2 separate regions of the Mus musculus genome follow, and region 1 is linked to region 2. Evidence: chromatin contacts called from public promoter capture Hi-C data. All regions are on one chromosome and are shown on one strand. Each heading gives the region's core, a stretch centred on a gene start, on an enhancer-like site or on the middle of the called end of the contact. The rest is flanking DNA. Distances are from core to core; before and after follow the strand shown.

Region 1 (5,620 bases), core at 19-2,518, 2.1 Mb after region 2:
CTACAGCAGGTTTAAGACAGAGGGAACATACCAGCTTCCCAAAACTGTTCCCAGTGAGCACAGGTGACAGTTCAGTTGGCTTTCAGTGTCTTGTCTTGGTTTCTGATTAACTTTCTTATCACTTATTTGATGTTTTTCTTAGCACAGAAATATCAACACTGAAAGCTACTTTTATGTATTTCTCAAGGCTGCAATTTACTAAAATGCATTTGTAGCTTAATCTTCTGAGTAGAGGACATGGGTTTGTAAGAGGTTGAAATGAAGAGCCCAAATTTTCACTTTGACATCTACTGCAAGCCATGAAGGAAAATACTATCAGCATGGCAGCCTCTTATATGCCATAAAGAAGAACATTACTATTTGAAAACTCACTATATTCTCTCTCACCCAGAATCTCATAGCTCAAGGAAAGACACAGACACACAAAAGAATTCTTGTGAATGACAAATGCTAGAGCAGAACCATTACAAAGAGTTTTTTCTAGAGAGGAAAAAAAATAACTCCTCCTGGAAAGGCCAGGGATGGATTTCCCAGCTACATTTTTTAAGTGAAATATAATGGGAAATAGTGACTTGCAAAAAGAAAATTTGTTGCAAACCAGTCACCACTAAACTGATTCTGAACTTTTCTCAATCCTTTGCAACAGATGCTGCCAATGATGGGAAGTGTTCCAGGGTTGGCACATTGACAGCACCCGGAGTGATGGATGGAAAGAGATGAGTGCTCAGAGGAGGGACTCATGATGTCAGCCTTGTTAGTCTGCAGTCCGCATCTGCAGAAATACTCCACCTTCTAGAAAGAGAAGAGGAACAATTAAAACAGCAGAGAGTGAAACACTAGTGCTACATTTTACATTCTGTTTTACCTCTTTATTTTGTTTGGGGGCCATAGCTACACAAATGCACCATTAGTCAGCCATGCCAAAAGGTCCCCACTGGATCCTAAAGGCAGCCTCCATGCTGGTGCATTTGACTATTAACCTCATGCTGTGAGGGAGGTGGTAGTTACATTACCTTTAGACAAGGAGGCCTAGGATTGCTATCAAAAGAATCCTCTCAAGTGCTTGAGTGGTAAGAACAAAATCAGAGAACATATAAGAAGCAGGACCATAGTTCAAACAAAATCCATTCACTCCTATCTAGTGATCTCCTCTCTAAAGAGGAAAAGAGAAAAAATACTGCAGAAGTGGAATTGGGTAGTAAAATAGGGAATGTTATGCATGATTCTGGAATGTTTAGGGAACCGTGAGGATAATGTCTTCTTCACATGCACTGCTCATCAGAGGCGTGAATGTCCACTTTTTGTTCAAGTGAAAGGCGATGGGAACTTTCAATGCCAGTTTAGGGAAAGGCTTCATATTAGTAGGCTTCTCTGATTTCCCTCAACTGGAAGTTTTCCTCTTTGTCTTTATTCTAGTCTTTTATCTGCTAACTCTCCTTGGCAACACCACCATCATTGCTCTCTCAAGGCTGGATGTCAGATTGCACACACCCATGTACTTTTTCCTCTCCCATCTTTCTTTCCTGGACCTGTGCTACACCACAAGCACTGTACCACAGCTTCTCATTAACCTCTGTGGGTTGGATAGGACCATCAGCTATGGAGGCTGTGTGGCTCAGCTCCTCATTTTCCTTGCCTTGGTCTCCACAGAGTGTCTGCTCCTGGGGGTCATGGCCTTTGACCGTTATGCGGCTGTGTGCCGTCCACTGCACTACACGACCATTATGCACCCTCAGCTGTGTCAGGGACTGGCCATCTCCTCCTGGGTTTCTGGCCTTGTGAACTCTGTGATTCAGACAGGACTTGTTATGGCCATGCCCCTCTGTAGCCATCGGCTGAATCACTTCTTCTGTGAGATGCCCATATTCCTGAAATTGGCTTGTGAAGACACTAATGGAACGGAGGTCAAGATGTTTGTGGCCCGAACAATAATCTTGATCTTTCCTGCTGCACTGATTCTGGGCTCCTATGGACACATTGCCAGAGCAATTCTGAGAATCAAGTCAATGGCTGGACGAAGAAAGGCCTTTGGAACTTGTGGGTCCCACCTCATTGTGGTTTCTCTGTTTTACGGCTCAGGCATATATACATACCTCCAACCTATCCACAGATATTCAGAGAACGAGGGAAAGTTTGTTGCTGTTTTTTATACTATACTCACCCCCATTCTCAACCCTTTAATATATACTCTGAGGAACAAGGATGTGAAGGGGGCTCTGTGGAAAGTACTTGGGAAAGGCACAGACTTAGTGTAAGAGGAGGAAGTAAGACTATTGTCTGTGATATCACCCATAATCTGAAACCCACCTTTGAGGGACACTAGTGACAGCCCTCAGGGTCCCAGAACCATTCCTCTGGGAATTTGGAAATGGGAGGAGTCTCTTGCAGTGATTTCTAGGTTAGTATATAAGGTCCTTGTACAAGAGAGGAGAGGCTGATCTATTTAGCTACGTTCCAAAAGACTATTAGGGAAGACTTGCATTTAAACTGGAAGTAAAGTAGATAAAGGCCCTAGGCATTTCTACAAGTGGAGGAAGCCTTAATTATATATGACATCATACAACCTAAAGTCATTGATTTCCAGTGTAATGTCATGTAGAAGACCCTTGCTCAAAGGCATAGGGCATGAATTCAATCTAGCTATATTCCTGAACACCTTAGGTTCTGTTTCTACATTTCCTGATAGTAGTTACCCCACTGACCTTCCAGTTGCTCACATTACTTGGAAACCGTGCCAGGAGGCTCAGTGCCATGAAAAGGATTTCATGTAAGAGGAAAGAGACTAGAGAAGACATGAACATAAATGGATTGATCCATGAAGGAGAGGTATATGAAAGAAGAAAGAAAGCAAAACCAGAAGGTTTCTAAAATAGGCAGATTCAAAGAGACAATGGGTTCTTGACATTCTATCATGGCTATTTCCCCCATGTATTAGACAGTTTGCTTTACATCTATCTATCTATCTATCTATCTATCTATCTATCTATCTACTTATCTACCTACCTACCTATCTACCTATTTATGTGATCACATGCATGTGTGTGTGTATAAGTGCATCAAAGCATACATGTGGAGATCAGAGAACAGTTTACAGCAATCAGTGGTCTCCTGGCCCTGTGTGGAGCTCCGGCCCTCTCACTGGCCCTTTCCATGTGTTTAGAGGATGGTTTTCAGTCAAAGTGTCTATGTCCTTCTAACTAAGCTTTTAAGTTTCACTTTCAAGCACTATATTGATTCAAAGAATATGAAAAGGCAGATTTTAAAGCTTTAAGATTATATAGGAAAATATTTTATATAGCTTCATCTTGCAGGTAGTTTATATTTTTCAATTAAAAATATAAAATAAGAATGCATAAGAAGAGTAGACTCCCTAATATTTGTAGCTATTTGACTGAGTATAATGCACAGATTAATAAAAATGTTGACTAACAAGAGAAAGCCCAGAGATATTTTAATAAAATTTTATATACATTGAGATCTTCATAGAACAGTACAAATCCTAAGAAAATCACTAAAGCAAAATGTTTTTTATATGTTTTGAAACACAGAGTAAATAACATATAAAGAAATGGCAAAGTAACTGCATCTCTCAAATCATGTAGGGATGTCTCTAAGAGATATACTTGGGCTGGGGGGTCAAGCCTTGTGTAAGATAATCATTATTTTAAATCATTTATTTATTTGGGTGCATTAAAGTTTTATATCCTACTATCTTGTGGTTGAGTCTTTTTCCTCATGTTAGAGGAGTGTTGTCAAGTCTCCACAAGGAATCTCATTTGTTTGTTTGTTGTTTGTTTGTTTTAGGAAAAGGCCATCTAAATGCCCCTTTCTGAAATTTTTTTTCTCTAATGATTTAAGTTTGAAATAATCAAGATTCTTCCTAGACAGTATTTTTTTTTTTGGCACAGCTCAGTCTCAACTTTTTTAATATTAATGAAGCACATGGCAATATCACAATAGACACATCTGTAATAATTAGATCTGGGTAACTGGAATATTTATAACCTCAAAATGTATCATTTCTTTGTATGCTGAACATTCAAAATCCCTCTACTCACTATTTTGAAGGAGACAAATGTTGTAAACCACAGTTAAGTTTTCATGTAGGGAGAAGATGTTGTTCTTCTCATGCAACAGAACCCTCAGACCTATGAACTATCTCTTTCTTTTCTCGCAGAGATATAGTTGGTTGTTGAAGTTGTCATTGTGAAGCCTTAAAACATGAAAGATGGATTAGGATTAGATGCATGAGTAAGTGCTATCTATCTATCTATCTATCATCTATCATCCATCACCTATCTACCTATCATCCATCTATCTTATCATAAATAAAGTAAAAAACTAAAACAATTTGCAGATGAAGACTTACAATGTACACAGTTGTAGGCTTATATTTTTCAAAACCTACTTTTAATAAGAGTTCTTAAGTGCTTTGACCCCATCTAGCCCTCTGCCCATCAGAGGTAGTAGAAGGAAAAGGTTAATACAGCAAAAGAGAATGTTTAGGAATAGCTCTTTTGAGAAAATCTAATATGCCATGTCAGAATATCAGTAGTTCAGTTCACACAAAACAGCAGTGGCAGCTCGATCCACTGACAAACTCGATTCATGAATCAACAACATCAGTTTGAGAGGCTCTTCCAATGGGCCTGAGTCCATGGAAGCAACAAGAAGCTGCCAGAACAGCACCAGAAGTTCTTTGATGGCGTTTCTCTCTATGAAGTCACAACAAATGATGACTAGCAAAGAACGGTAAGACGGACCAATACCATACAAATCATAGTCACAGTGTCCTTGTCGTCATTGTCATCATCAGCAAAGCCCAACTATGATCACTATACAGCATCATCTACTGTCTGTTGGGTTATATTTATACCCTTTCCAAATATCATGTGTGCTGTCAAGCATCTGCTCCAGCAAAACATCACATGCCCCTTTTCCAGGCAGCTTCCAGAAAAACACCACGTGTCTGTTCTCAACAAAACATCTCTCCACTTTTCTGCTTCAGCAAAAGCATCCTATGATAAGACAGATTCCAGAAAAACATCACATGACACAACTGAGTCTCCAAAGAAACCAAAAATTTCCACTTCACACATCGCCTGCAGTGGTGGCACATGCCTTTAATCCCAATACATGTGCACAACCAATGTCCTAACTTTTCCAGAAAAGTACAAAAAACTTAATGGGGGAAAATGTGAGTACATAATAAAAGAAGAAAATGAAACAGAAAATAAACCATGAAAAAAGGTGTTCCCATCTCCATATAATCAATGAAATGCAAATTAGCATGACACTGAGATGATTTCATACCATCTCATAGGCAAGCACATAGGGGTATATTTTTTTGGTGGTTCTGAACATTGAATTTTTATAATGCTATGCTAGATTCAATAATGCTAAGACACAGTCTTACTCCTTAAAGTATTTTTAAGATGAGGCAAGTAGATACATACAAGCAATTTATTATTTGTTTCTTTGTTTTACATTCAAGAAATTTAGAGTATATTTTTAAATATTGTTTAAGGTCTCATAATAGCCTCTAAATATTTTGTTAACACTTCATCTGTTTTCTATGCACCCTTACATACCAATAGATATGCCTACTTTTATTAATGTT
Region 2 (6,089 bases), core at 3,333-5,832:
AGATACAATTTGCAAAACACATGAAACTCAAGAGGAAGGAAGACCAAAGTGTGGATATTTCGTCCCTTCTTAGAATGGGGAACAAAATACACATGGAAGGAGTTACAGAGACAAAGTTTGGAGCTGAGATGGAAGGAAGGACTATGCAGAGACTGCCCCATCCAGGGATCCATCCCATAAACAACCACCAAATGCAGACACTATTGTATATGCCAGCTAGATTTTGCTGACATGACCCTGATATAGCTATCTCTTGTGAGGCTATGCCAGTGCCTGGTAAATATAGAAGTGGATTCTCACAGTCATCTATTGGATGGAACATAGGGCCCTCAATGGAGGAGCTAGAGAATGTACCCAAGGAGCTGAAGGGGTCTGTAACCCTATAGGAGAACAGCAATATGAACTAACCAGTACCTCCTGAGCTCCTGTCTCTAGCTGCATAGGTAGCAGAAGATGGCCTAATCAGCCATCATTGGGAGGAGAGGCCTTTGGTCTTGCAAACATTATATGTCCCAATACAGGGGCATGCCAGGGTCAGGAAGTGAGAGTAGATTGGTTGGGGAGCAGGGCGGGGGGATGGTATAAGGGACTTTCGGTATAGCATTTGAATCGTAAATGAAGAAAACATCTAATAAAAAATTGTTAAAAAAAAAAAAACAAGAAGAAATGTGGCCAATACGATCTATGACCCATAACACAGACTCTCTCCCTTTTTTCAGGTGCTAACAATACTCCAATTCATATCACTAGTCAAAAAACCTTTACGTTGACTTATGATTTCTAGTGCAGTCTTGGGGAGTGAAAGGCGGCCAAAGACAGTCCTTGCAGTGTTACTCCATGGGGTCGATGCCTGATCAGTAAGCTTTGAATGCAGTTCTGCCAATATGCTTAGAGTCACCAGACAGAGTAAGACTATAATGAGGTTATTCCTTCCCGATTAAAGGAGTCTAGAGGTCAAATAATTTCCCTTCATCTTCTGTTACTACTTTTCTGGCTTGTGGACAACACATAGAGATTAAAAAGAGGATATAAAGTCTACGTGGAAGGAGGGGAAGCAGTGCTCCTTGCTCCAGTGCTCCCTTGGTTCATAAGTCTGATCTACAACTGTATGTATGAAAACAATCCCTTTAAGGCTTAGATTATGACAAGCAGGGTTTGAAGGACTGATGGCTAAATGCAGCCTTCACTGACACAGCTCTCAAACTTTCTTTTCTAATAAAATTTCCTGGAAAATCCCAACATAGATTATAAAATAATGCATCTAGGCTCCATCAGAAGAGAGTAGTCCAAAGCCATTCCTTTTCAGTTGGCTGCAGGTTTTATAAAGCCAGACTTGTCAGGAACAGCATTTGTCAGGAATGTCTTCTGTTGGCAAACATATAATTCCCTGGATGTGGGCCCTTGGATTCTCAAGCTTAGATTAGCAAAGATCCCATTGGAACTCCTTCTCCTAGTTCAAAAATCTCTAGGTCTCAGTCTGTGAGTTAAACTTGCCTATGCACTCGCCCTTTGAGTGATAAAACCCCACTTTCTGGGCCTCCAACAGCAGATTGACTAATGTCATGGCAGTTCTTGGCTTTTAGAGTGTTATTAGATAATGTGTATAATAAATCTATCAACTATCTGTCTGTCATCCATCACCTACCTATCCATCATTGGATCTGTCACCAATTAGCTATCAATTCTAACTATGTATCTCCTTAACTATTCCTTCTATGTATCTATCATCCATCTTTTCTACCATCTACTTATCTCTCTCCAAATCTCTGTCTCTGTAACTAGCTACCAATCTATTTATCTATTATCTCTCTGCCCTCCCTCTTGTCTGTCTGTTGATTATCTATGTATTTTATCTTCTTACCTAGCCTATCTATTTATCTTCTATTTATTTTATCATTATCATGAATTTAGTCTACCAATCATTTATCTCCTTTCTCTATCTCTGTGTCTTTCTGGACCAATATATATACTATCACTTCTCTCTGCGATATCTATCTATCTATCTATCTTCTAACCTAATTTCTATTCTTTCTCTCTCCACATCACACTTTGTGTCTTTGTCTCTGTCACCTGTCTTCTAGCTACCCTTTATATCTCTGCATCTATCACAATCTTCTCTCAGTCCTATATCTCTGAAGAAAAAAAAGAACATTTATTTTTGCTCTAAAAAAGCTCATATAGCATCATCTTCTTTTTCAAAACTTTGTTTTAATAAAGTAGGTCTAGCAGAGCCTGGAATAGCTACATTCCAGTAGTGACTTGTTCATGTCCACCTGGTCCCTTCACTCAGTGTTCCTGCAGGAATAGCTCTGCAAGGAATACAGGCTAAAATAAGGCCCCAGAAGCCTCTTCTCTCCTGCTTCGGAAATCTGAGCCCTCTGGGTAATGCTATTCTTACAAAATGGGCTTTCTGATTACTTCCAGAAGGCATTGCAGGGTAGGCTGACCATAATGTTTCTCCTTGTGAGGAAGGTAAAACAGCCTCCTGCACTGAGGCTGTGAGTTACCTTCATGGGAAGGCCAGCAGAGCAGTGTCTGGTAGATTCTATTAAGTGTGCTAATTTCCTAGGCAGAGATCTCCCTCTGTGCCCCATGTTAATTTTGCCCAGCTCTGTCCTTACTGGGTCCACCTCTGTATCAGATTTCTTTTTCTCTGCCTCTTTCTTCCCCGGACTCCTCCTTTCAAATTACAAGAGAGTTTGAGATTCTCTCTTGAAAAGAGAAACTACAGTTTCTTCCCAGTTTGGGCACTGCTCCGCACGAGCACAATCCTGCAACCCAGAGTTGCTATGTCACGCCTCTTTCTGCAGAAAGCTTGACACGTACTAAATTTAGAGGGGGATGACATTCTAGATCACTCTGTCTCTGTTACTGGCAGTGGGTGCCTGGCTATGGTTCAGCTTAGTTACTAATCTGCCCGGGCACCAGAAAAGAGAGCCATGGTCCAGCTTGACTTCTAACTGCCCTCCCTCGCCTGTAGGGAGTCCTGAAATTCTTTAAGCTGCCCCACCCTGCCCCACCCTACCCAACTCTACCCCTCCTGAAACAAGGATGAAGTTTATAAGGAAAACATGTGTGAGCCACAGCTCAAGACTGAGAAAGCCAGCTGTCAGTCATAGAACCGATTCCATCCTCCAAAAACAAAACTATGAGCAAAGTACCAGCTGCTAGTCTGAAAAGTCTATCCCCAGCATGGACTTCTGCTTTACTCCTCTTAGGTCCAGGATTGGAGAAAGTGAGACATCTCAACATCTACCCCTCTCCATTCAGTACTAACAATAGCCTCTTGGACCCGGACTTAAACTCACCCCGTCTTCTAAGAGAAGCAACCATAAGGTCTAGTGGCTCTGTGCTAATGACCTAGTATTCAAGGACTTTCCTCTGTTTTCCCTAGGCAGGCTCTTGCCCAAGTCTCCTCTGGACTTGCTATGGACTGATCACCAAGTTAGCCCTAAAACTGGATGGATGAGCTTTAGTCCAAACTTGTCTGAGCTGAGCTAAGCTCTTAAAGATAGTAACACTGCATGGCTTGTCTTCTAAATACATACACAGAAAGGAGCAATGTAGTAGTCCCAGGAAGGCTATTTATTATATGTATTACAATATAGTGTATATGTATTACAATATAGTGTACATATATGAGAAAGAACAAAAATTGAAGAGGAAAGGCAAGATTCTCTTCTGCTAAAAACTAGTCAACATTTTTAATGCACTGGTTTTAGGGAAAAATAAAACGGAGCAATCGATAGAACATTCACACTATTTGCCTCTATTCTTAACAATGATTTTTCAAAAATAAATGACTGTTTTATGCTATTGCTCTATTATCTGTTATAAAATATAGAAACATTTACTAAACTACAGGTTATTTCTTCCACCAAGTAAAAGGCAGAATAACAATCCAGCATATTTCTACACAAATATATTACTGCTACTCAAACCTCACATAAGAAAGTCAAAGACACATTCGAAAATTAAACACCAGGAAGCCTTACACACATCTGTTCCTACAAAAAAAAAAAAAAAAAAAAGTGTATTCCAAAATAAAAACTTCCAACTCTGATTCCCTCCAAAAGCAGAGAACGGTTTCCTGCTTGGAACACCCCCTTTAAAAATCCCTGAAGCATTCAAAACCGGAATGTCTTCATGGGAGATTATCTTTGCAGTCAAACGAGTGTCCCGTGAAGCAGAAAGGGAAACTTCCAGAGCGCTGGAAGAGGGTGTCAACACAGGAATCCACACACTTTTCCTTCCCCAGTGCTGTTAGCTGTGCAGTGCTAACTTTCAAAAGTGCCTGGGTGCTGTTGAAACTCAGATCTTAAGGGCCCTTTGCGGGCAGACAAAGCTTAGAAGCACCCAGTCCCTCTGCCCAGGTGATGAGCTGAAATGTGTTCATTCACACGTACACACGCGGCCTCTCCCCACCCCTGAATCCCCCAGTGTTGGTGAACGAACAGCAGACAGGGCTCAGGAAGCTAGGCTGGTAAGGCAAGAGCTGCACGGTCCCCTACCTCTCTTGTCTGTTTCACAGAGTGGCGGATGAGAGTCCCCCGTGGTCCCGGGGAAAGCTGAGAGGCTCTGATGGAGGCGGCCACTCAGCCCGCCCCCGTGAGCAGGCCCTGCCTGCGCTCAGGAGCTGCCCCAGTCAGATTTTCCAGCCGCACAACTGCAGCCAAGTCCCTGCCCATGCCTGAAGAATTTCCTGAACAGCATTCCCGCTCTCTCACTGCCTGCTTTGAAACCCTACTCTGCCTCTACTTCGATCCGGTTTTGTCAAGCTGACTCCCAGCTACTGGGCTGTCTCCAGATATCAATGGGAAACACGTGTGTCAAACACAGCCTAGCTTTCCTTGCAAGAGCGCTCATGGCGTCTGTCGGCTGGGTTCACACTCACAGAAAGAAGGCTGCTTCTAGAAACTGGATTTCCCAGACATTCTGTACACAAACTTTGCTCTGGGTACTAGATGCAGTAGACATGCCATCCCTCCCTCCCCCGACCCCCAGTTCAACATTGTCTCTTTGTACCTTGCCTGTTCCACGTGGATTGTGGAATTCCCCCACTGCCTGGGGTAAGCCCCCTGTGTTTCCCTCTTCCAGACCTTAATAACAAACCGACTGCAGCGAAGAGATATAAATTCTAACTCCATCTTCCTCTCTGGCCCTTCCTAAGTTTTTGCTTAAAATTTCAGTTGCTGGGGAAGCAATATTTTTAGCATTTCCAGTTCCGTCCTCCCAAGTTGTCTCCTCCACCTGATTCCTGCTGCATCTATCTCTGCAGCAACTAAAAATAATGCAATTATTTTCCTCAGACACTTCTGATACTTTTTGCTCTAAAGCTGTGCAGGTAACATGGTACTGGCTGTAACGTTTTACATGCTGTGACAACTCTGTTAAAGTGACAGGAAAAGAAAAGAACCTGGGACCAGAATGCATACTACATCTGTGAAGCTGTAATTTTCTCTTTCCTGGGTGGCATTCCCTCAAGATGTTGTGGGTACCTCCTGCTGGGTTTTGTGGTCTACCTTTGACATTTTCTCTTTCCTATCATAAAAAAAGGAGACAAATCTCAAAACACATGTGCTTCCAAAGGGAAGCTACCTATATCTGGTAAGCCAAAGCAACGTTTTCAACTTAATGTTCCAGAAAACAGGTTAAAGAGAAACATTTGGTGTATGAGTTTTGTTGTTTTGTTTTGTGTTAACATTTAAATCACACACATCAACATTTTTCTCTTTCTTTCCTCCTTCTTTTCCTCCCTCTTTGTTTGTTTGTTTGTTTGTTTCTGTCTTCCCATTTTCTTACCAGATTTAAAAACTATTTATATGTTCTTGAGTGGGCTGCTGTAGATCTTAGAACTCACTGGCGTTCAGGGTTTGGCATCAGATTGTGTTGAATCTTCTCAGCATAATTAAGTTTTTGCCTTGGGAAGCATGGTGGGCATTCCTGCAAGCATGCATGCCAGTGTGTGTGTGTATTCAGGCACATGTGGTGAGACACACCCATACATCTGAGGTCATGGTATAATAATTATAGAGCCAGAGAACTTAGAGACTGTTCAATACAAATAGTTTCCAACCTTCATCTTACAC

The links. Promoter capture Hi-C pulls out the DNA fragments that hold promoters and counts their contacts.
Region 1: a promoter capture Hi-C map of hippocampal neurons shows a contact between it and region 2, with 4 times the contacts expected there. The contact joins the promoter of Olfr1389 here to the promoter of Sgcd in region 2. A contact is called at or near these places in 2 of 39 promoter capture datasets (cranial neural crest and hippocampal neurons).

What each region holds. Positions count from the first base shown.
Region 1 is chr11:49,429,159-49,434,778 of GRCm38.p6, forward strand. It overlaps Olfr1389 (olfactory receptor 1389), which reads left to right and starts at 1,269. Exons shown (of 1, transcript NM_147066.2): 1 at 1,269-2,341. The coding sequence starts at 1,320. The coding sequence ends at 2,255.
Region 2 is chr11:47,374,743-47,380,831 of GRCm38.p6, forward strand. It overlaps Sgcd (sarcoglycan, delta (dystrophin-associated glycoprotein)), which reads right to left and starts at 4,583. Exons shown (of 8, transcript NM_011891.5): 1 at 4,512-4,583.